2 separate regions of the Zea mays genome follow, and region 1 is linked to region 2. The links are chromatin contacts, called in public Hi-C maps. All regions are on one chromosome and are shown on one strand. The core of a region is the stretch at or near the end of the contact, and the rest is flanking DNA. Distances in the headings are between cores, read along the strand shown. Region 1 holds the start of LOC100280340. Region 2 holds the start of LOC100191277 (clathrin assembly protein).

What was found. Hi-C and Micro-C count contacts between places; a contact is called where the count stands out from the background.
Region 1: a Hi-C map of tassel shows a contact between it and region 2, with 3 times the contacts expected there. The contact joins the promoter of LOC100280340 here to the promoter of LOC100191277 in region 2. A contact is called at or near these places in 3 of 25 Hi-C or Micro-C datasets (ear, leaf and tassel).

Annotation. Positions count from the first base shown.
Region 1 is chr7:134,156,561-134,159,678 of Zm-B73-REFERENCE-NAM-5.0, forward strand. LOC100280340 reads left to right here and starts at 1,558. Exons shown (of 3, transcript NM_001153266.1): 1 at 1,558-2,268; 2 at 2,413-2,853. The coding sequence starts at 1,816.
Region 2 is chr7:134,019,937-134,022,886 of Zm-B73-REFERENCE-NAM-5.0, forward strand. It overlaps LOC100191277 (clathrin assembly protein), which reads right to left and starts at 1,263. Exons shown (of 1, transcript NM_001136711.1): 1 at 1-1,263. The coding sequence starts at 1,189. The coding sequence ends at 164.

The sequences.
Region 1 (3,118 bases), core at 308-2,807, 140 kb after region 2:
GACGCGCCATCCATTACTTCTAAGCGCCATGAGCGCAAGAAGTTTAGTAAGATTCCCCTACGCTACCCTCGCATTTCTAAACATACTCCATTACTTTCTGTTCCATTAGGCAAACCGCCAACCTTTGACGGTGAAGATTACGCTAGGTGGAGTGATTTGATGAAATTTCACCTAACCTCACTCCACAAAAGTATATGGAATGTTGTTGAGTTTGGAGCACAGGTACCATCCGTAGGGGATGAGGATTATGATGAGGACGAGGTAGCCCAAATCGAGCACTTCAACTCCCAAGCCACAACTATACTCCTCGCCTCTCTAAGTTGAGAGGAGTATAACAAGGTGCAAGGATTAAAGAGCGCCAAGGAAGTTTGGGACATGCTCAAGACCGCGCACGCAGTCGATGCGGGAAAGCGCTAGGGCCGTTACTAGAGCCACCATAGTAGGACGAAGTTTCTGCCTCGTATAACACGGAAAAATCCGTGTAGGATTCGAAGAAAACCAACAGATCATCATATGTGGGGGTCATGTTCCATATGGATTGCAATCTGTCGTCTTAGTTCGTCGGCCTCGAAAGGCAGGGTTGGCCTTGCTCCTCACGTCGTTCGTTTGGGGCGAGGCTGAGGCCACCACGGGCCTCCGAGACGGTGTCGAAGTTTTCTAGCGGAGGAGTTCGGGCGAGCGCTGCTGTGACCATATCGCCCTCCTGGTTGATGACGAAATCTAGGTTTCCGAAGTGGATGGCGGGGGCCATCGTTGGCCCCTGTGGCCGTGTAGAGACTCCTCGGCGGAGGGGGTCAGGATTCCAGGGCCCTGACCACTTCGCCTTCGCCGTCGAGGGAGAAGTCGAGGCTCTTGAAACATATCACTGCTTTGGGGGATTGATTGATGTCGCGGCTAGCCATCCAGAGCTTGTAGAACTTCATCGGGAACGTGCATGGTCTCAACCTGGCGCGCCAACTGTCGGTGTTTCGAACCTAGCTCTGACAAGTAAATTTGTGTGCGCGTTTCGGGCTCCGGATAATGTCCGCGGTGGACACGAGTTATATTGGTTCAGACATAACGTCTCTATATCCAGTCTTTTGCGCCTTGCGCACCAGCAGCATTACTGATCAATGCTCTAGTTACAAATAATAATCTAGAATGTGACTGTGTATAGAGAAGAGTGCCAATATTTATATGAAACAACATGGATATGCTATCACAATAATAATTATTCTGATCGCAGTACCGATGTTTTTTTTCTATAAATTTAGTTAAACTCAAAATGGTTTTGTTAGAATCCCGTTCTGAGCCTCTCCGTTTCACAACAGCTGAAGCTGAATAATTTTGGCACAAATCGTTTTCACCCGCTGAAGCTGAATAGTCCATATGTCTCCATCAATCTGTTCTCCCTTTGCCGATGCCGGACGCCCCATTTTTGGCGCCGTTGCCAGGCGACCGAATTATGGCCTAATCACACCAAAACCCGCTCCCTTCCAAACCTTCCCATCAGCCAATCTTATATTGCCCGACCGAGCCGAGCCCATCTCTTTCGTACTCGCGTTGCCACTCCCGACGCGCAACGGGCCAGCGGCGCAGGCAGCTGCGTTCGCGTCGCGTCGCGTGTCCCTCCAGCCCCGTAGCGCCTTCCAGCTCCAACCTGTTGCTACAACTACAAGAAGCCGCCACACAACCACCGCGCTCCCAACGGCTCACCGTCACCGGCCGGGAGGCGATCCCATGGGAGAGACGACCTAACTTTTCTCGGATTCTAGCTCGGGTCTGCACTCTGCACGCTGCTGCTGCTGGTTTCTTGAGAGGCGAGACCCTGAAGGGATGGCACTGGAGGCCGTGGTGCTTTCCCAGCAAGGCAGTCGCTTTGGGTGTGGTGCCATGGCAGCAGGAGGGCCTTGGAGTGGCCTGTTTTTTAGTGGAATGGAGGGCGTGGTCGAGATCGGTAGTGGCGCTGGCGGCGGCCGGGACGTGGCCGGGTGCTCGCCGCCACAGCTCCTGCAGGAGCCGGCTGCCCGCGCGCTGCCTGTGGCGTCGTCCGTGGGGAGCGCGAGTGGCGGCGCCGGTCAGGATGCCCCGGCGGCACTTGCTGTGACCGCGACAGCGGCGGCCGGAACCGGAAGAAGGAAGCGGCGAAGGATGAGGCCACTGAAGAACGAGGAGGAAGTGGAGAGCCAGCGCATGGTCCACATTGCCGTGGAGCGCAACCGGCGCAAGCAGATGAACGAGTACCTCGCCGCGCTCCGCTCCCTCATGCCGCCCGCCTACACGCAACGGGTAACCGACGAGCTCGATTCCGATGATCCCCATGCCAGCCATGCACGCCCTTTCCTTGTACCTAGCAAAAAAAAAAAAAAATCAATCTAGCACGACGACGACGCACCAGGCTAATGGGCTCGCGCGTCTGCCCTGTGTGTGCAGGGCGATCAGGCGTCCATCGTCGGCGGCGCGATCAACTTCGTCAAGGAGCTGGAGCAGCTGCTCCAGTCGCTGGAGGCGCAGCAGAGGCGTTCCTCCCGGCGGCAGGGCCCCGCGTGCGCCGTCGATCCGGACGACGCAGGGCCGTTCGCGGACTTCTTCACCTTCCCGCAGTACTCAATGTGCGCTGCCGCGGCGGCCCCATCAGAGAACCCCGGCGCCGACGCCGACGCCGAGCAGGAGGCGTCCGGGTCGAAGCCGTCGGGCGTGGCCGACGTGGAGGCGACCATGGTGGAGAGCCACGCCAACCTGCGGGTGCTGTCCCGGCGCCGGCCGAGGCAGCTGCTGCGGCTGGTGCTGGGGCTCCAGGGCCACCGCCTCACCGTGCTCCACCTCAACATGAGCAGCGCCGGCCACATGGTGCTCTACTCGTTCAGCCTCAAGGTAACTCCACAAGACCACAACCACAACCTTCCTCCTCCTCCTACATTTCCTCGTAAACAATCACAGGCAGAGATAAAGCTAGCTACCCGATGGCTCTCAGTCCAAGGAGTATAGTACCCGTACCTGGTTCGCAATACCACGCCTGGCCTGGCCAGGAAGTCGGGACTCGGGAGGCAAGTTGGCGCCTAGGTTTCCGTGCCCTCTTTTGGATCTTGCCTTGTCTCCAACAGCCGCTCCAAATTTTCCTTCCCGTTCCGCGTCTGTT
Region 2 (2,950 bases), core at 13-2,512:
TTTACACCATGGCCATTTGTATCAAACACAACAACAAGCACTACAACAAAAAATTTACAACAAAAAAATCTCGACTGCAAATCTGCAATTACAAGAATTTGAAACGTGTTGAGTGAACCATGAGAAGAACTAAAAAAAAGAAGTGCACACTGTACACGTTGTCCTACCGTCTACGCGGCGCAGAAACTGTGCCAGCCCACCTTGTGGACCCGAACCGGACGGCGCCGCCGTCGCCAGCAGCGGCGCGGATCGGCAGGATGGTGCGCGCGGACGCGCTGCCCGCGGCGTCCCTCCGCACCAGGCGCCGTTCCTCCACCGTCCTCCGCAGCACCACATCCTCGGCGCGCTCGCGGAGGCCCCGAGCCGCGCGCGCGACGCCCTCGTCCAGCCCCGCCCACTTGCAATCCGACGCGGTGCCGTCCTCCACCCGCCGCAGCACGCACACCAGCTCCACGGCGTCGGCCAGGGAGAGCGTGTCGAGGCGCTCCCCCATCTCCTGGACCCGCGCGACGATGCTCCGCTCCGCCGCGACGCGGTCCTCGTCGGCGAGGCGGACGGCCTCCCAGATGAGCGCGTTGGGCTGTGGGCCCGAGGGCGGGGGCGGCGGGGCCTGGCGGACGGCGTCCGCGACGGACACGAAGGCGGCGAGCTCGGCGACCAGGTGCGGGTTGGGGAGCGCGGTGAGGTACTCGGCGTCGGCGTCGGCGGAGGCGGAGGCGTCCGGGAGCAGGAGGAGGAGCTCCAGGAGCCGCGCGGAGAACCGGACCCACGACGCGGCGGCGAAGGAGGACCGGCCGAGCGGGAACGACGACAGCGCGAGCGGGTTGCGCCCGGAGGCCGGGTGCCGGGCGAGCGCGGCGAGGAGCTGGTCGCGGAGGATGAACGCGCCCCGCGCCAGGAGGACCCTGAGCGCCACGAGGCACTTGAGAGCCACGGCGGCGTCGCCCTGCCCCGAAGCCGCGGCGCGCAGGCGGTCCACGAGCGCCGCGGCGAGCGACGCGGCGGAGAGGCGCGAGCCCCGCCCGAAGGCCAGGAGCGCGTCCATGTGCTGCGCGGACGGCGGCGCCGTGCTAGGGTGGTGAGCCGTCGCGCGCCACACCGAGTGGTGCGCGTCGGCCGCGGAGCCCGGGGATGCGGGGCCTGGGGAGAGGAAGGTGGATGCCAGCCGCCGGAGCTTGAGGCCACCCATGGCGGTCGGACGCTGATCGAGGAGACGGGGAGGGCGTCAACTGCCACTGCCAATGCCAAGAGGTTGGGAATTTGAAGGCAGCTTGCCTGGCTTCCTTTCTCGTGCCCAGCAGGCAGCAACTGACTTGAGGAATGATCTCGTTCCTCGGATTGGTTTGACGGGATCAACTTGGTTCTTCAGATCGTACTACTAGTAGAAAAGATCTGGGGTTTAGCGCATGGTTCGAAGAAACGTCAACCTGTCCTCGTCCACCGCTTGCTAGCGAAGATTGCTTGTCGTTGAGTAGCAAGGTCAACAGGAGAAACGTTGCTGCTTTCCTGGATACTGATGCATTCATACCCAACATCGACTACTCACTCAAGAAAGTCAATTATTTTGGGTTGTGTATCAGGGGATGGGCCGAGCTTGTGAAAAATGTGAAGCCCAATTCAAACAGGGGCTTGAAAAGCAAGCTGACTTCACAGCCTTGAAAACCAAGATATTCATTCATGCTGATTTGATAGAACAAACTAGAAAAAATACATTTGTAAAATATCCGAGATCTTCCTGCACTACATAGAGAGGTAGGAAGCTCTGATCAAGGATTTAAATACTAGTAGCCAGTGCTTCTTAAAAGCTAAAAGCTAAGCCAAAGGTCTAATTTCAGCCAGCAATTTTGTAAAGCCGTCTTTCTTCGCAGTGAAAAATTAAAAAGCATATATGAAGCTATTTTTTGCGGTTTTTGAGTGGAAAAACTTTATAAATATTACTCGTCTGTCACTAATAAATGAAAAATAGCGCTTCTTTTTTTTCTTCTATCACCCCAACTGATAGCGGCGACGTCTGCTCGTCCGTAACTCCCACAACTACAGCCAATTCCACCAAATGACTTTTATCTTCTTTTTTTCAACTTGTAGTCCACAACATATTTTTTTTCATAGCTTACGGTCCACATCAACTTCTTTTTATAGCCACAACCCAATCAAATAGACACTAAACAAGCTTGTTAGGGACTCTAAATCACTGAGTATACAACATAGATCTCACTCAAGCATAGATCCTCATCTTTGTGAGTGGGACTGGAGTGAGATATTTGTGATTTCAACTCTATAGTAAGTCTATCTCTTGAGCACTTGTGTTGCTCACCGATGGTTTGGTTTTCATTTTATTACTCTTGGGTTTCTAGAACCCTAGTTGGTTAGGTGTTGTTTAGTGACACCATAGACATGTGTTTGTGAGGGGAACAAGAAAGTTTGTAATACCCATATTGTTCTAGTGGAAATCTTGGATTTATCTTTATGATCGCTTGCAAAAAAGAGGAATTGGAAGACAATGTAATTACCTTTGTGGTCACCTCAACACCGGGGACATAGACATAACTTAATGGTGTGGCTGAACCTGTGTGCTTGTGACTTACGATTGTATTGTTCATTATGGTGGATCGATATATATTGTGTGTAGATGTTGAAGCAAGTAATAAGCCTGAAATCACTTGGTACAACATCTCTAAATGTGTCATGAACTCATTTTATAATTTATATTCTAGATTATTCATGAATCTAGATTTTCATAAAAACTCTTCAGAAAAAGCTGTCTCAAACGGACTTTTTAATAGCTGGGCAAGTCCCACGTGTCTCTCCGAGGGCAAGGACTTTTTAATAGCTCACCGACCACCTTGAGAGGTGTAAAAAATCGACGATGGGAGAGCTTTAGAGGCTCAGCCCTCGCTTCATCCTGTCCGTCAAGCGAAACGGGCAACACTGCCATCGTGCTACCGCCTAC